Linked DNA regions of Danio rerio: region 2 is linked to region 1. The links are chromatin contacts, called in public Micro-C maps. All regions are on one chromosome and are shown on one strand. Each heading gives the region's core, a stretch centred on a gene start, on an enhancer-like site or on the middle of the called end of the contact. The rest is flanking DNA. Distances are from core to core; before and after follow the strand shown. Region 1 holds the start of LOC141379941. Region 2 holds the start of wdr91 (WD repeat domain 91).

What was found. A called contact is a pair of places that touch in the nucleus more often than the background predicts.
Region 2: a contact with region 1 is called in a Micro-C map of caudal fin, with 4 times the contacts expected there. The contact joins the promoter of wdr91 here to the promoter of LOC141379941 in region 1. A contact is called at or near these places in 2 of 18 Hi-C or Micro-C datasets (caudal fin and hematopoietic stem cells) and 1 of 4 datasets of contacts at active chromatin or transcription factors (embryo).

Annotation. Positions count from the first base shown.
Region 1 is chr21:1,364,552-1,368,294 of GRCz12tu, forward strand. It overlaps LOC141379941, which reads right to left and starts at 2,048. Exons shown (of 4, transcript XM_073935671.1): 1 at 1,570-2,048. The coding sequence starts at 1,591. txnl1 (thioredoxin-like 1) reads left to right here and starts at 1,775. Exons shown (of 8, transcript NM_201138.2): 1 at 1,775-2,028. The coding sequence starts at 1,931.
Region 2 is chr21:2,102,680-2,106,074 of GRCz12tu, forward strand. wdr91 (WD repeat domain 91) reads left to right here and starts at 1,860. Exons shown (of 16, transcript NM_205605.1): 1 at 1,860-1,870; 2 at 3,215-3,345. The coding sequence starts at 1,870.

The DNA.
Region 1 (3,743 bases), core at 798-3,297:
TTGTATTTTTTTATTTTATTTTATTTTTCACAGTTGTTTCCCTTGTGTCTCTTGTACTTGCATGTCTAAAACACAATCTCACAGTTCTGAGGAGGGAGACGTCACATTAGGCATATAATTCGCAAATATAAGCAGCTATATCTTTCACATTTACCTTTGAAATGTAAATTTAAAAAGCTTTCTCACAATTCTGACTCTATCTCTCTCAAATTGTAAGTTTATATCTTGAAAATGTGACTTTCCCCCTAATCTGTTCATCACCTCGCAGTTCTGAGTTCATATGCCGCCATTTTGACTCGCGATTCATAAATTCTCTATGGCGAGAAAGCCAGAATAGTGAGCAAATATATGGATTCACCTTTAGTTTATAATTTGTTCTTTCTCAGAAAAAAAGCTTCAATAATAAACAAACCGTGCTCGTTGCTCGTCTGGTTCAGTGCGATTAATGACAGCAGGATTAAATGCTTCAGAGTGTTGATTCTGCTCATGTTTTGCTTACGTTAATAATCGCAGTATCACCATGGAAACACAATGTCTAGAAGGGATACTTCTAAATACTTCTAATTTAGCATCATGTTTGTACAACAATTATATATATTTAACGTTAATAAAATACAATTTAATGAGAAATGGAATAAATAATATAAATAATTATCGTTATAATAACCATTTGCATTACTATGAGGGTTGGGGTATTCGTTAGTAAAATATTTAATAGGTAAATTAATAAATAATTATCGTTATAGCAACTGTTTTTACGAAACAGGTTAAAGTAGGGGTAGACGTTAATAAAATACAATTTAATGGGTAATATAATGAATAATATAAATAATTATCGTTATAATAACTGTTTGTACATTTACAGTGAGTGTTTAGGGGTAGACAGACGTTCATGGAAACTTTATAAATGATACAAATAATTGTCGTTGACTTCCGGCCGCAGCTGTATCCCTTCTACCAACAAACCACATTTTTCAGCGCACATTCAGAAGAAATACAATACACATCATTTAATTATTAATTTTTAATTATTTTACTTTATTATTTTATATATTTTATTTTATTATTTTTTCATGTTCGTTGTTTTTGTTCTGAATAAATTCGGACACTTGTTTATAAAAACATCCACAATAAAATAAACAAATACTCTGCTGTGAGCAACGAAAAGAAAAATGCTAAATTAATTTTAAAAACCATATAGATATGTTTTTAAATTAATTATTTCTCATTATTTATGGAGTCCTTTAATCGTAATTTTAATTGCGCAGTAAAAAACAGTTTTACTCATTTTACACAGGAATGTGACATTTAAGTGCACTATTACGTTTTTCTTTTCTTTTTCACTCTTTTATAACACGTTTTAACACATGTTAATCTGTTTTATCTGTTTTAATCATTTGAAATAATTTAAATAATTTTTATTTTCTTGTTTCTTTTATTCTTGTTTATGTAAAGCGCTTTGAATTACCATTATGTGTGAAATGTGCTGTAGAAATAACCTCGCCTTGCCTTAATTAAGGAATAATAAAGCGAAACAACTATGCTTAATTTTAAAAGGCTTACAATTACCTTTTGCATGTAGCTGAATCATGTCATATTACATTTTCATTTTATTGTTGTACTCCTTTTCTGTTATTGCTTATGTGTGTTCATTGATATACGTATACATGCAATTAAAAATATAATAATTAAAAAACAATTACGACAGTTGCAATGCTTTGCGACACCTCACGAACGATTCCAGTGACGTCGCTTGCAGAGTCCTCTGTGATTGGTCAGTTTCGTATCCTCCGTCATCACTACACAGGAAGCGTGTTCCGGTAAAAGCGTCGTGCCGCGCCGAATGCTCGGTGATTTTGCTCGATTTGTCCGGTTAGCGGTGATTGATTAATCGCGGTGATCAGCGGCTCGTTCCCGGTGTGCTGGAGTCATGGTCGGGGTCAAGGTGATCGGGAATGACTCGGATTTCCAGGCGGAGCTCAGCGGAGCGGGTTCCAGACTGACCGTGGTGAAGTTCACCATGAGCGGGTGAGTGAGCGAGAGAGAGTGTGTGTGTGAGGCCGCTGGTTCATTCAGATCACACACACACACACACACACACACACACACACACACACACACACACACACACACACACACACACACACACACACACACACACACATTTACTAAGACTGACCGGAGGACGAAAACACAACACAAAAACACCGACATGACTTAGCAAATCAGACACACACGAGAACACAACAACACCGGCATGACTTAGCAAAACACACACACACACACACACACACACACACACACACACACACACACACACACACACACACACACCTGACTGGAGGACGAGAACAAAACACAACCACCCTGACATGACTTAGCATAACACACACATACACACCACCTGACTGAAGGATGAGAACACAACAACACCGACATGACTTAGTAAACACACACGCACACACACATACAGGAGGACGAGAACACAACCGACAGGACTTAGCATAACACACACACACACACACACACACACCCGACCAAAAAACCAGAACACAACACAACCCTGACATGATATTGCAAAACACACACACATACAGAAGATCGTGAACACAACACAAAACCGACATGACTAAGCATAACACACACACACACACACCTGACTGAAGGACAAAACACAACACAACAACACCGACATGACTTAGTAAACATATACACACACATACAGGAGGACGGGAACACAACGATCTTGACATGACTTAACATAACACACACACACACCTGACCGAAGGACAAAAACACAACACTGGCATGACTTAGTAAACACACACACATACAACTGCACGAGAACACAACACAACAATCTTGACATGACTCAACACACACACTTGACCAAAGGACCACAACACAACACTGACTGACATGATATTGCAAAACACACACACACACACACACACCTGACTGGTGGACGAGAACACAACAACACTCGGATAACTTTGTAAACACACACACAGGAGGACGAGAACACAACAGAACAGCACCGACCTGAATTGGCAAACACACATCAGCGTGTTAACAATAGCTCAAAACAACAACAATTGAGATTTATTTTTCACCAAATCACTTTGGGAATATACTTGTTTTGCCCGTGTTTAACACGACACCCAGGCAAACCTTTCAAATGTTGAAATATTACGATAATTATTTCATTTTCATTTAATTATGCCGCATAATTCTAAGTTGTATGTATCTACAATTTGAAAATAAAGTACCACTGTGTTTAATTGATTTATTAGCTGTAGGTTTGAGTAAAATGTTAATGTTTTTGTTTTATTCTGTGAAAGTCTGATAAAGATTAATCCAAAATTCAAATAAATCTGTTGTCATTTAACGCATATTGAAATTGAAAGCGTGTCAAATTAATAAATGCTTACTGTTTTGTGATTTGAAATGATCGATATGGAAAAAAAAAAACTTCTGGGATTAAAATGTCACTATTGTGTTGTCTAAAAATGAATGAATCAATCCTTAAAGTTATGTTTTATAAGAAAAAAAAAAGTTTGTATAAAAAGTTTATATGAATTCCTCTAAATTTTCAAGTAATTTATATAAAATATAATTATATTATTATTATTATAATTATTATATTATTATTATAATATAACATATAGTTTCTTGGAATGTTTTCAAAAATCCCGAGAAGTTCATATCGAAATTTACTAGACACTTTCCACCCATTAGCTACC
Region 2 (3,395 bases), core at 610-3,109, 740 kb after region 1:
ACTTATACAGTATAACCCTTCAGTTTCCTTAAGAGCGTTTATTTTTTGTTATGTGTGTAACGTTACTAAAGAATAAAGAAGAAAATGCTTGAGATTTTAACGGCTTGTGTTTCAATTGTGTGTGTTTGTGTCACCCTACAACAAAACGATCAAATAAAAATGTTAAAATGTGTTTACAACAAAAATTATTTGGGATATATACATTTTTGCCTGTTTCTTTCTATCTATCTATCTATCTATACACACGCACACATATATACACTAACCGGCCACTTTATTAGGTACACCTTACTAGTACTGGGTTGGACCCCTTTTGCCTTCAGAACTGCCTTAATCCTTCATGGCGTAGATTCAACAAGATACTGGAAATATTCCTCAGAGATTTTGCTCCATATTGTCATGATAGCATCACACAGTTGCTGCAGATTTGTCGGCTGCACATCCATGATGCCAATCTCCCGTTCCACCACATCCCAAAGCTGCTCTATTGGATTGAGCTCTGGTGACTGTGGAGGCCATTTGAGTACAGTGAACTCATCGTCATGTTCAAGAAACCAGTCTGAGATGATTGAGCTTTATGACATGCTGCGTTATCCTGCTGGAAGTAGCCGTCAGAAGATGGAGACACTGTGCTCATAAAGGGATGGACATGGTCAGCAGCAATGCTCAGGTAGGCTGTGGCGTTGATGCTCAATTGGTACTAATGGACCCAAAGAAAATCTCCCCCACACCATTACACCACCACCAGCAGCCTGAACCGCTGATATAAGGCAGGATGATCCATGCTTTCATGTTGTTGAGGCCAAATTCTGACCCGAGCATCTGAATGTGTCAGCAGAAATGGAGACTCATCAGAGCAGCAACGTTTCTCCAATCTTCTATTGTCCAGTTTTGGTGAGTCTGTGTGAATTGTAGCCTCAGTTTCCTGTTCTTAGCTGACAGGAGCGGCACCCGGTGTGCTCTTCTGCTGCTGTAGCCCATCCGCCTCAAGGTTGGACGTGTTGTGTGTTCAGAGATGCTCTTCTGCAGAGCTCGGTTGTAACGAGTGCTTATTTGAGTTACTGTTGCCTTTCTATCAGCTGGAACCAGTCTGGCCATTCTCCTCTGACCTCTGGCATCAACAAGGCATTTGCGCCCACAGAACTGCCGCTCACTGGATATTTCCTCTTTGTCGGAGCATTCTCTGTAAACCCTAGAGATGGTTGTGCGTGAAAATCCCAGTAGATCAGCAGTTTCTGAAATACTCAGAGCAGCCCGTCTGGCAGCAACAACCATGCCACGTTCAAAGTCACTTAAATCCTCTTTCTTCCCCATTCTGATCCTCGCTTTGAACTGCAGCAGATCGTCTTGATCATGTCTACATGCCTAAATGCATTGAGCTGCTGCCATGTGATTGGCTGATTGGAAATTTGCGTTAGCAAGCAACTTGGACAGGTGTACCTAATAAAGTGGCCGGTGAGTGTATCATAATATATTATCTTTCTATATTTTTTAATATATGATTTTTTTTTATAAAACAGGGAAAATTAGTGTATGCATATTATGTAAAAAAGTAGAAAAACGAATAATGTGGTAGAAATGTGCTTGATTTCTGTATTGTTGTGGGCTTTGTCTTCCAACAAACTGTGGATATTCCCATCAAATTGAAAATGAAAGCACAACACAGCACTGCATAACAGCTTGCTAAAACACACTAAAAGCATTGCACGGTGTTTTAAAGGGAGTGTTAAAGTTCGGTTTGTTGTTAACGCGCGCCCTCTGGCGGAGGATCAGCTGACATCTTCACATGACGCTGGAGACTTCACGTGACACCAGCAGTCACATGACAAGCAGAAGGCAAAAACAGGAAGAAACGCTTTCTGGCAGTGAAGTAAGAGCCTGTTTAATCCTTATAAATCTATTTGTTTCCATTGTATACATGTTGTATTTGCGTGTATTTGTAGATAAATGTAGCCACATGTAAAGCGGAAGTGAACAGCACGTGTCATGCATGAAGTCGTGTTTGTCTCAGAGCATCCACATGAGTGAGAAACACACTGGAAGACTCGTTATTTACTGTTTGGTCATTTTATGTAAACGCTTTACAGAAGCAGCATTTAAAACGAGGCTTTTGTGTGTGTGTGTGTGTGTGTGTGTGTGTGTGTGTGTGTGTGTGTGTGTGTGTGTGTGTGTGTGTGTGTGTGTGTGTGTGTGAGTGTGTGTGTGTGTGATAGCACCTCTAATATGCGCTTATTGATGAGGAATCTCCAGCTTAATCTAAATGAATGCAATGTAATAGTTCGTGCATGGAAAGCATCGCATTTATACACATGATCTGTGTTTGTACATATATTATAACACTGTTAAAATAAAGATAACAATGTTAGGAAGCTTAAATATAAGCTCACAAACGTAAATACATTCAAGCGTAATGTTAAAAGTAATACTAAAATATATTACTAAATATATAATACTAATATTTTAAGCAACATAAAAACCCTACTGAAAAAAACAGCTTAAACCAGCCTAGGCTGGTTGGCTGGTTTTAGCTGGTCGACCAGGCTGGTTTTAGAGGGGTTTTGGCCATTTCCAGGCTGGTTTCCAGCCATTTCCAGCCTGGTCTTAGCTGGTCAGGCTGGGAGATGACCAGCTAAAACCAGCTTGACCAGCCTAGCCAGGCTGGGAGCCCAGCCAAAACCAGCTATGTCCAGGTTAAACCAGTCTGGTCAAGCTGGTTTTAGCTGGATTTTGCTGGTCAGTTTCCAGCTAAGACCAGGCTGGAAAGCAGCCTGGAAATGACCAAAACCCCTCTAAAACCAGCCTGGTCGACCAGCTAAAACCAGCTTACCAGCCTAGGCTGGTTTAAGCTGGATTTTTTCTGCAGGGAATACATGAAGTAAATTTTAAATAATATGAATAAATGATAATCAAATTATTAGGTATTTTTGAAAAGGTATTTCGTTATTGTGCTAAAGCGTTGATGGTATATGCCGAGCTTGTGTTGTTCCCATACTGATAAACTTCCCGTGATCTGGAACTTTTTTTCATTTTATACGGTTCCTTTCACAGCACCGATGTTGTAATGTAATTAAAATACAACCAGTTAAATAAACTTTGGGGTTCATTTAGTTGCTCAAGTGTAAACGGGACATAAAGCCGTAGGGTTTTTGGGTTTGTACTGGATACCTAATGCTGAGATTTTGCTCTGTCTGTCTGTCTGTCTTGTGTGTTGCAGTGTGTGTGATGGCGTCTGCGGTGGAGAGAACAGATGATCTGGTGAGAGAGTACCTGATCTACCGAGGCTTCACCAGCACACTCAAACACCTGGACTCCGAGATCAAAACAGACAAGGAGAAGGGCTTCAGGGTCAGTGTGTGTGTAAGCGCGTGTGTTCAAGCAGGCATGTGTGTGAGAGT